Regions from separate parts of the Mus musculus genome. Here regions 2 and 3 are each linked to region 1. A link is a contact called in public HiChIP or PLAC-seq data. All regions are on one chromosome and are shown on one strand. The core of a region is the stretch at or near the end of the contact, and the rest is flanking DNA. Distances in the headings are between cores, read along the strand shown.

Region 1 (3,155 bases), core at 310-2,809:
GTTGAGCCCCAGAGTGCTGTGACTAAGGAATGAAGGGGCTGTAGCCGATCTCTTCCTTTTCTCTTTTTAAAGATTTATTTTACACGCATGAGAATTAGTGTGCATGCGTGTTTGTGCATCACATGTGTACCTGGTACCTGCAGAGCTCAGAAGACCTCAGATTTCCTGGACCTGTCTCCTTTTAATTCAACCTTTGGCCTTTGTTCTGCAGGGACACCCTGGGAAAATGTTTCTTCCTACGAGTGGAGATTACTCTCCGAGGAGCTACTTACAGGATCTCCTTCAGTGACACAGATCAGTTACCACCACCTTTCAGAATTGACAACTTTTCCAAGGTACCAGTGCTGCTGAGGGTTGGCTGCTCACGTGGTACAGGGTGGAAGATATTGGCACAGTGCATGCAACACTTACTAAAGCTCTGTGGCCCTGAAACCCCCACCCTTAAGAGATGGTTTCAGCTGCTGCTGTTATTATTTCCAGATTTGCTTACTCATTTTATGTGTCTGAGCATTTTGTCTGCATGTATATGTGTATGCACCAAATGTGCCTGGTGACTTCATAGATCAGAAGAAGGTGTTAGATCCCCTGGAACTAGAGTTATGGGTGGTTGTGAGTCACCATGTGGGTGCTGGGAATCGGACCCAGGTCTTCTACAAGAACTAGTACTTTTAACCACTAAGCTACCTCTCCAGCCACTTCAGTTAATTATTTTAATAGTTGACCTCCCTCATCCAGATTAAAGTAAACTTTCTGCCACCCAAAGAATTTGGTTGACACGCTATATAGGCAGAGGAAGGAATCAGATTGCCCAGTAACAGTTGAGTGTACTACTGTTGATCAATTACAGTGAGCATTTCTATAGTCCTAAATGTTAAGTGGAAATCATAAAGGTTCTGTTTCTTATTTTAGTCTGTGTTTGAGTGTGTGAGTGCCACAGTGGACACTGCCCTGAATGAAGCCCTCTGCCCTCTAGGTTCCTGTTGTCTTCACTCAGCATGGTGTAGCTGAACCCAGGCTTCGGACTGAAGTGAAGCCCATGATGTCACTGGATTATGCCTGGGATGAGCCCACCCTCCCACCCTTCATCACACTGACCGTTAAGGGCGCAGGCTCATCGGAGATTAACTGCAACATGAATGACTTCCAGAATAACCGACAGTTGTACTATGAAAATTTCATTTACATTGCTGCCACCTACACGTTCTCCGGGTAATTCTGGACATGACTGTTGATGCAAAGCAGAATATTCTAACTATTCACTGGTTTTATATTTTAGGCAGTTTCCGAAGAGACAGGTGGCAGCCGATCCCTTCTTTCTTTACCATCTCTCAGGCTCAGGGTCTACCTTGAGAGACTTGTCCACATCCTCATTTGTAGCTTGATCTCTCCAGTGTCTCAACTCTTTTTTTCTTTAAGGATCCCCCTTCCACCCTTCCTTTTCCGCTCCCCCACCCCCACCTGCAAGCATGGAGCCTAGCATTAAGCAACACTGACCAGCCTTTTCCTGGATGTTGAATTCCTGCAGTGTTTATCTTGACATTGGGCTGGGGATGTTTGTTTTGGGGTTGTTCCTATGGCACTGACCAATGTGACCTGCTTAAAGGTTAGTGCCCGAGAAACCAGTTCTGTCTAGTTCCAAGTCCCACAAGCTCCTTGTTTTCTCTGAGTTCCAGCAGCCACTGAGCTCTTTTTAAGGGGAGTGTCCTGATGGAGAACTCAAGCTTAGAGGTTTAGGCTGGAACAGGGAGGGAGAGGAGCTCTTGGGAACTCTGGCGCAGTGGGACAGTACCTGGACCCCATGGGTGGGTGGTTGCTAGGAGTTGGAACTAGTTTTTAATGTATGCCTCACAGGGTTGGTGTGCATTCTTGGAAGAATTAATAACGGAGAAGAAAAAAAATAGGGCTTTTTATTTTTATTTCATTGAGGGTCAGATTCACATAACAGAAAACCATTTCAAACTGAACAGTTAGTGGTATTTACTATATTTATCACTTTACCAGCTTCACCAAAACATTTTGTTTTCCCTGAAAGAACCTCCACTGGCACTTGTTCCTCATCTCCTTACTCCCAGACCTCAGCAACCACTGACCCACTTCACTTCCTGTCCCTGTGGGCTTTGCTAGCTGGGTAGCCCTTGCAGTTAGGATCACCTCCGTGACCGCCGGTGTCTGGCACCTATTACTGAGTTACTGAGTGTAATGTTTTGGGTTCAGCCACATTATGCCTTGTGACTCTGCTTTTTTGATGTGCATTCGGTCTGTGTAGGCCTGAGAAATGCTCTGGGCTATGTCCTTGCCCGTATGTTGGTAGGCGTCGAAGCTGTTTGTACAGCTTTTTGCAGGTTTTGTTCTCTAATGCTATGGGTTGTCTTTTTATTTTTTTGATGGTATCATTGAAAGAACAAAATTTTTCCATTTCAATGAAATCTAACTTGTTGAATTTTGTTATGCTTTTGATGACCAGATGACTAATTTTTAACTGAACTCATCAGTACTTTTTACAATAGTAATGACTGATGCAAACAGGCAGGTGATCTAAATTAAGCACTGTGCACATACTTCAGGGCAGGCTTTATCCATAAGCTGAAGTTCTTGGGTTTGGAGCCCAGTTCCCATATGGAAAGCCAAGTGCAGTGGCAAGTGCTTATAACACCAGCGCTGTGGGCACAGATGGGCAGATCCTGAGCCTTTCTGGCCAGCTAAGCTAACTGACACAGTCCCAGGTCCAACAAGACCCTGTTTCAAATAATAAGATATAGAGTAATTGAGGCAGATATCCAATGTGGATCTCTGGCCTTACTGAATAATGTATATACACAGGTGAGTTTACCCAGCCATATGTATATAGTCCCCAACAGCCTACACAAATGATGATGATAATGATGATGAAGAAGGAGGAGGAGGAGGGGGAGGAGAAGGAGAAAAGAAGAAGGAGGAAGAGGAGGAGGAGCAGGAGGAGGAGCAGGAGGAGGAGGAGGAGGAAGAGGAGCAGGAGGAGGAACAGGAGGAGGAGGAGGAGGAGCAGGAGGAGGAGGAGGAGGAGGAGGAGGAGAACAAGAAAAAAGATGCCTCAAGCAGAACAAGACTGCAACATTCCATAAAGCTTGGGAGTTTTGAGTCACAGGCCTAAAGTGGGGCGCGGTGTCTATTGGCCC
Region 2 (3,155 bases), core at 199-2,698, 100 kb after region 1:
ACCATGGAAAGTACTAGAGGCCAGCATGGTGCCCACCTTTGTTCCCATTTGGCTTTCTTCAACCACTCTACCCAACTGGGAGGTCAAACGTTAGTTGCTAAGTGTGTGCTCACACACCAAGGCCATCCAGGTTTTCTTCATGCTGCTTGTGATTAAGAAGTGTGAAGCATTGGTGGGTTCTCTTGACATAAATGGAAAAAAGTCCCATTTCCCACTGTGTTCTGTTTAGTAAAACCATGTCACAGCATTGTAGCCCCCTGAGAAACGGATGAGAAGGGAGAAAGTTATAGAGAAGGGTGTGCATGGGAGCCAGGGGCTTCCTGGGTTTCACTTTGGTGTTTCCCCTTTTTAGAAGGAGTAAGCAAATTGGAGGTGGAGGGTGGGCCTCACCTTATACTACAATCAAACCTTGTAGTTTGGGGTGTTTTGTTTGTTTGTTTTGTATTGTATTGTTTTTAAACAAGTCTAGCCAATTTCCACAATTGTGTCATACACGTAGCTGAGATCCAGGGTGACCCAATGGGTGTGTTTTGGTATTTATAACTCTAATCCTTCCAAGACACAAACATAGGGGATCTGTTCTCCAAGGCCCACCCCCAATCCGTGTGTGTGTGTGTGTGTGTGTGTGTGTGTGTGTGTGTGTGTGTGTGTTTATGTATGTGTTTGTGTGTGTCTCTCTCTGAGTTTGTGCATGCACCAAGGTACATAAGCACTGATAGGCAAGGGCAATCTTAAAGGAGCACTTTAGATACATAAATGTTTTCAGGGAGTTACCTTCTTGACCTCCTAGTTTGCCATCTTTCTTGGAGTAGACTGGACTGCACTTTTTGTGGGTTGGGTCTTTGGTTGGGATTTGTTGCTCCCTAAGGAGGGCATGATGTTGTCAGTGCCCTTGTTGGAGACTCACAGCTGAGGGGGAGGACTTAGTTCCTCATGGTCTTCCTCAACAACCTGGGCCCCCATACCCACCCAAGTCTGACCTCTGGCCTTACTTTCAGTAACCCACTACCTGAGATGTTGGTCTCTCATAGAGCAGGCTTCAGAAGCATGGCTTATGTGTGTCCCCTGCCACGTGCTGGGACAGTCCCTAACCATTAGAAGGAACTAGTGTTGCTAAGGGAAGTCTATGCTGCCTTGAACCCCTTAAACTGGGTTTCTCAGTCTGCAGCTGGTGCTTCAGGAGGACCCAGGGAGAATCAGACACCCTCTCCCAGCTCCTTTCTAATTTAATCAGCTCTTTAAATAACTGTCCATCTTCTGCAATGACACAGCCCCTTCCTATGATATTTGGCCTTAGAAGGAGCAGGTATTAAAATGGGTTTTGGAGACCAGATGGGGTAAGACTTCGGGGTGAAGGGAGATCAACTTTGAGTTCTCAGTTATCCCAGCCAAAAAGCCCGCATGCCAGGCCTGGGAAATACTCCAGATGCCTTCACCATTGCTTCCTGGCTTGCCAGGACAAAGTCCAACGATCCAGAAGAAACAGGCCTCGCCAGTGCTCCTGTTTCCGCTTAAGTTGGTATTCACCATGTGTCAGAGACTCTGCTGGGGCAATTTCATACTGCCTCAAATACAGCTCTTCTGGAAGAAGTTAGCAGATGAAGGGAAGCTGGCTGGAGAGACATTTGAAGCCACTCTGGTTCTTAGATCACATTGGAAAACCAGAAGGAGAGCATCCTTTTCCAGACCCCCATGGAGGAGGCGTAGAGGCAGCCTCTGTGTCAGCCCCCAACTGTTCGGTGGGGCGCACATCCCACCTCAGTGTTCTAAAGGATCCAGGGCCACTTTGTCTTCAAGTGTCATTTGTGCCTCAAAAAATAAAAGATATAAAAAGCATCATAGCTTCTCAGTGAGCAGAAAATAAAATATCCAGTTCTTCACTATGTATACACAGACTGTGCAAACTCCATACCCCAGAGTTCACACGTTCTATAAAATAAAATACCTTGTTGATTTCCTACAGGTTTGGTTTCTTTCTCCTGATCTTCCTGCTCCTCCTCCTCCTCCTCCTCTTTCTCCTCTCCTCCCCTTCTTCCTCCTTTGTGTTGCTAGAGCTCTAGAATCCTCACCAGTGACAAGACATCACACATAGTACAGCCTTGGCAGTCAGGGGCTGCCAAGTGGCAGTCACCACTGGAGACTGGACATACCTGGAATGAGCAGACAGAAGAGGCTTTGCCCTCCAGTGTCTGTGTGCTAGATGCTGTTCACTACCACCACCCCAGGGCTGTTGGGCTGAGCCGGCAGGGTAGAGGTCATCACTTAGTGTTCAGACAAATGAAAAGGAGGCAGAGCAGGCCCATTTAGAGACAAGTGATCCATGAGGGTGTGGATCCGTGTAGGTTTCAGAGTTATACTAGCAAATGCTTCTAATAAACCAGGAGGACCACATTCACACCTCAGAATCAGGAGCAGTGGAGCAGTTGTGGTGGGGGTTGGGGCTGAAAGCTGGGTAAGAGGGAAAAGGTTCAGGGGTAAATGGAGTGAAACCAGAGATACCACATACTCACCTCTAGAGTATTTGGCCATGGTAGAAGGTAGTTAATACCTGGTACCTCAAGCGGGAAAGGTGGCTAGGGGCAGGGAATCACACCTATATATTCCCAGCTACCCACACTGGGTTCTGAGGGTCCCTGGAGCCCAGGCATTTCTAGGCCAGCAACATAGCAAGGGAAAAAAAAAAACATAGGGTAAGTTAAGGGTGGTCATATGTGAGAGAAGAAGGGTGGACATTTGACCACTGTGTTCTAGGGACATGAGCTGATTATGACAGGGCAGGAGATAGAGATACAGAAAGATGTGACTTCACCGTATAGGAGAGTCAATTTGTCAATATTGTGGTTTATCATTAGGAACAGTCGCTGTTGAAGTATAGCAAATACTTTCAGTATCATTTTTATGGACATACTGGTTTTATTCCTTTAATTTTTTATTTAACATTTGAATTACATGTATTTATTTTATGTGTATGTGTGTGAGTGAGAGAGACAGACAAACAGACAGACCAACAGACATGTGGGTACTGGGGATTGAACTCGGGCCATCAGGCTTGGCTGCAAGTGCCTTTATCTGCTGAGCCATTTTGCCAACTCACCTTTCATTTTTTAAAACTTATATATTATGTGAGTAGATTTCCTGACATAGCCCACCCTTAA
Region 3 (3,155 bases), core at 223-2,722, 76 kb after region 1:
CGACGAAAAGGAGATAATATGAGCCTTCGTGATGATCTGAAAGGGGGAGGCTCTGTGTCCCATTGATTGCGGTCTGGCCCGTTGCCAGGCCCAAGCCTGACCGACAGTTGAACCATATCGTTAAGGCGTGTAATACAGCTCGAGTCTTGTACTGCCGCCAATGAGTACATATCCACAGGGCAAAAGTTTATAAAGAGTTGAGGCTGTCCTGCTTAACCCTCTCACACGGCATGTAATAGACCCAGCTGCCATTCAGAACCTGCCCATCCAAGGTCACACAGGGAAGCTTGCATGCTTCCTTTCTTCAAACAGTATTTCAGGTCTGGGGAGAGGGAAGGAAAGCCACGTTGAGGGGGTCACAGTGCTGGAATGTTCCCCTTCAGAACAGCTAGGCAGTCTGCCTCCATCCCTCCCCCGTCCCCCAGCCCAGAAATGGGACACCACGGTGCTTTCTTCAGAGCGGCTCTCTGTTTGCAGTATAATGTTGCTGAAGGAAACGGGGCTGACACAACAGGAAACCTAGCCGTCTCCTAGGAGGCTGTGTTGGTGGCAGAGTGGTTGATGCCTGGATGCTGTATCTTTGCATAGCATTGTGGAGGCTCTAGATGGGCCTTGCTCTCTGGCTCTCATGGGGCCAAGCCCCATGCTGATCAGAGCAGGTGCAAGGCTGCCTTATGGAAAGGCCTGGTGTTCCAGGTGGCCTCAAAGGAGCTCTAGTCCCTCACTAAGGAGGGCATGGGCAAGTAGATATCTCAGCAAGGGCAGGCAGCCTGAGTTCTCAGAAGGAACCGTGACATGAGCAGATGTGCAGACAGACATGGGTTTAATTAATATAGCTACCTGCATTCAGAGGGCCTAGGAGGGAAAGTGGATTGGGGTAGTTTCATCTTGTTTGTCAGCCCATCCCTCCTCATTGGGGTCCTTGGCCATGCTTTGTGTCTGTCATTTCCAGAGCAGAGGGACCCTGGCTCATGTCCAGAGACCAGGTCACCATACTTTGTACCCAGGAACTGTGGCACTCCCTTCTATACCCAGAATCTGCCTTTCCAGAAAGCAGCAGTGCCACTCCCTGGCTATATCCTTAATTCTGATCTACTTTCCAGAAGTCCCTCTTTATCTGCTCATCACCTGGGAGCAAGAACCAGCTGCTACACAGCTGGCACAGGAAGTCTCTGTGTAGGTAGGGTGCCTGCTGCATCAGATGTGCTCAGCATGCTGTGGCCCCCTTGGCAGGCCAGAGGGGATTTCTGTTTATTTTGGTGCTGTGGGCCTGAGTAAAAGACTCTAGAGGTAAGGGAAGAGATACGGTGCCCAGCCAACCTAAGACCTCTCTCTGGGTCCTTTGTTAGTCATGTTTCCACTGTCAAGGTGCTCTGAAGGCCCCAAGAGACTCTGATGGTGACTCCAGCATGGAGGGAGTTGTCATCTGGACTCCATTACACGATTGCTAAACCCAAACTGCATGTGTCTCTTCACCCTCCATATGAGGCCAAATTGTATGAAGAAATTTTGCTGCTCTTTGGATTTCTTTGGTTCTGTTTAATAATTAATCATTGAATATGCCAGATGTTAACTAGCATTCATAGAGATTCTTATCTGCAAAAATCTACATCCAGAACACCAGGAAGTCCTCAATGATTTTTGTACCACATAGAAGGAAGTTTGGTCCCACTCCCTGGTCTGAGCAATCCTTTGGAAAGGGAGCCTCGAAGAACTACAACCAAAGAGTCACTTCTGGCCTCTCCCATGACTCACCGTTTGTCAGCATCAGAGCTGCTCTGGGCTTGCTTATGCCCCTCCCTCCCCAAGGAACTTGATCATTAGTTAGCCAGAGTTTGCCCTCACTGTCTGCTGTCTGTGCCTGGGTCCAGAAGAAAAAAGAAACCCTCAGTTTTAGGGAGAGAGGACAGAGCTTTTGTGTCCCTTCTTGGTATCAGAGGAGGTTTGGCTATACCTGCCTCTCTCTGAGCTACAGGAAAGCTTGAGCAGGAGGGCATTGTCTATTGCTTCCTTTTTGTCTTGCTCACAAGCCTGTGTACCCATGCACAGGGAAACAATTAGAAAGCCACATGCTGGGTGTGAGCAGTGGTTGGCACCAGGTCTGGGAGATTTCGCTTATTGCCCCATCTGTCTGGCAGTATCTAGCATCTTACCCCCATCTCTCTGGCTCATGGCATGTCTCTAACACAATTTGTATGTGTCCTTTTTTTCCAGGCCTATACAGACAGCCCCCACCCCTTCCTCAGGCCAACAATACAAATGAATTCATTCTTACTGGCTCTTGTCTCCTAAGAGGATAGGTGCTAGGAAGTCAACTCTGACCCAGGGTACATCTGATCTGAATGAAATCTCAAAATACACCTGAGAGGACCTGAGCCCTTATCTTTCATTTTGATCTCTTTCCACCTGGACTATTAATTCTGTTTTCAAAGGAGGTCGGGGAGTGAAGAGCATTTCAAAGTGAGGTTGATTCGGTTTCTGAACCAGCTTGTCTTCTGGCTTGTGTTTGGCCCTGATGAGAATCAGAAGGGACAGCCATAAGCCCCTTCAGTCTTGTGTATCTGCAGCTGGAGAGCCTCAAAACCAGTTCCAGATGTCACTATTCCCTTTGCTGGTGCGTTGGGACTGGGGCATGCTGGGAGACTAGCTGCATGTGCTCTTTCCCATTCTTAACGTGTAGATTCACAATGCATGCCTTACCTGGAGGACCCTTTAACAACTGTACCATGCATACCCAGGTCCCTGTTGGGCCTGCTAACACCTCCAGCTCTTCTGTCAGAGCATATTATTCTGAGCCTGCTGACTCACAGAAGAAGGAACACTCTTTCCTGCTATTCAGGGTCAGAAAATGAGACAGTGTGGTAAAAATAAGCTAGTTCTTAGGCCGGGGAGAAGTCCTATAGACAACTGCAGTTTGGCAAAGTCACATACATGGCCCTCCTTGCTGTATCCATGGGAACACTGGGCCTGGCCAGGCTGTGGGAGGAGACAGAGGTAGTGGTTGCTCCCCTCTGATTGACCCTTTTGCAAGAAAAAAAAGCCATTCAGCAGCTCCTTCCTTACCTAGCCCATTTGCTATACAGTCATTACAATGGAAACCTAGACTCACCTGTGGCTCCATTGTGAATATACTTTACACGTTCTTTGAACTGAAC

What was found. HiChIP or PLAC-seq counts read pairs in DNA pulled down with a chosen protein or histone mark.
Region 2: an H3K27ac HiChIP or PLAC-seq map of hepatocytes shows a contact between it and region 1, with 3 times the contacts expected there. The contact joins two enhancer-like sites. A contact is called at or near these places in 1 of 39 promoter capture datasets (embryonic stem cells), 4 of 484 Hi-C or Micro-C datasets (all in liver), 4 of 115 datasets of contacts at active chromatin or transcription factors (bone marrow-derived dendritic cells, double positive thymocytes, embryonic stem cells and 1 more) and 4 of 9 other capture datasets (adipose tissue, embryonic stem cells, liver and 1 more).
Region 3: a contact with region 1 is called in an HNF4G HiChIP or PLAC-seq map of pancreatic cancer cells. The contact joins two enhancer-like sites. A contact is called at or near these places in 4 of 115 datasets of contacts at active chromatin or transcription factors (bone marrow-derived dendritic cells, differentiating embryonic stem cells, embryonic stem cells and 1 more) and 4 of 9 other capture datasets (adipose tissue, embryonic stem cells, liver and 1 more).

The regions. Positions count from the first base shown.
Region 1 is chr4:145,072,890-145,076,044 of GRCm38.p6, reverse strand. It overlaps Vps13d (vacuolar protein sorting 13D), which reads left to right. Exons shown (of 70, transcript NM_001276465.1): 53 at 212-335; 54 at 974-1,209. Among named protein-coding and RNA genes, the nearest start is that of Gm36317, 110 kb to the right of the region's middle. Within about 2 kb of position 1,559, at least 17 of the 459 cell types and tissues checked have an H3K27ac peak or open chromatin away from gene starts, as enhancers often do. A contact at or near this core is called in hepatocytes and pancreatic cancer cells, where this site is marked.
Region 2 is chr4:144,971,429-144,974,583 of GRCm38.p6, reverse strand. Vps13d (vacuolar protein sorting 13D) reads left to right here. Exons shown (of 70, transcript NM_001276465.1): 70 at 1-1,962. Among named protein-coding and RNA genes, the nearest start is that of Gm36317, 9.7 kb to the right of the region's middle. Within about 2 kb of position 1,448, at least 34 of the 459 cell types and tissues checked have an H3K27ac peak or open chromatin away from gene starts, as enhancers often do. A contact at or near this core is called in hepatocytes, where this site is marked.
Region 3 is chr4:144,997,023-145,000,177 of GRCm38.p6, reverse strand. The region is part of intron 67 of Vps13d (vacuolar protein sorting 13D); the gene reads left to right. Among named protein-coding and RNA genes, the nearest start is that of Gm36317, 35 kb to the right of the region's middle. Within about 2 kb of position 1,472, at least 172 of the 459 cell types and tissues checked have an H3K27ac peak or open chromatin away from gene starts, as enhancers often do. A contact at or near this core is called in pancreatic cancer cells, where this site is marked.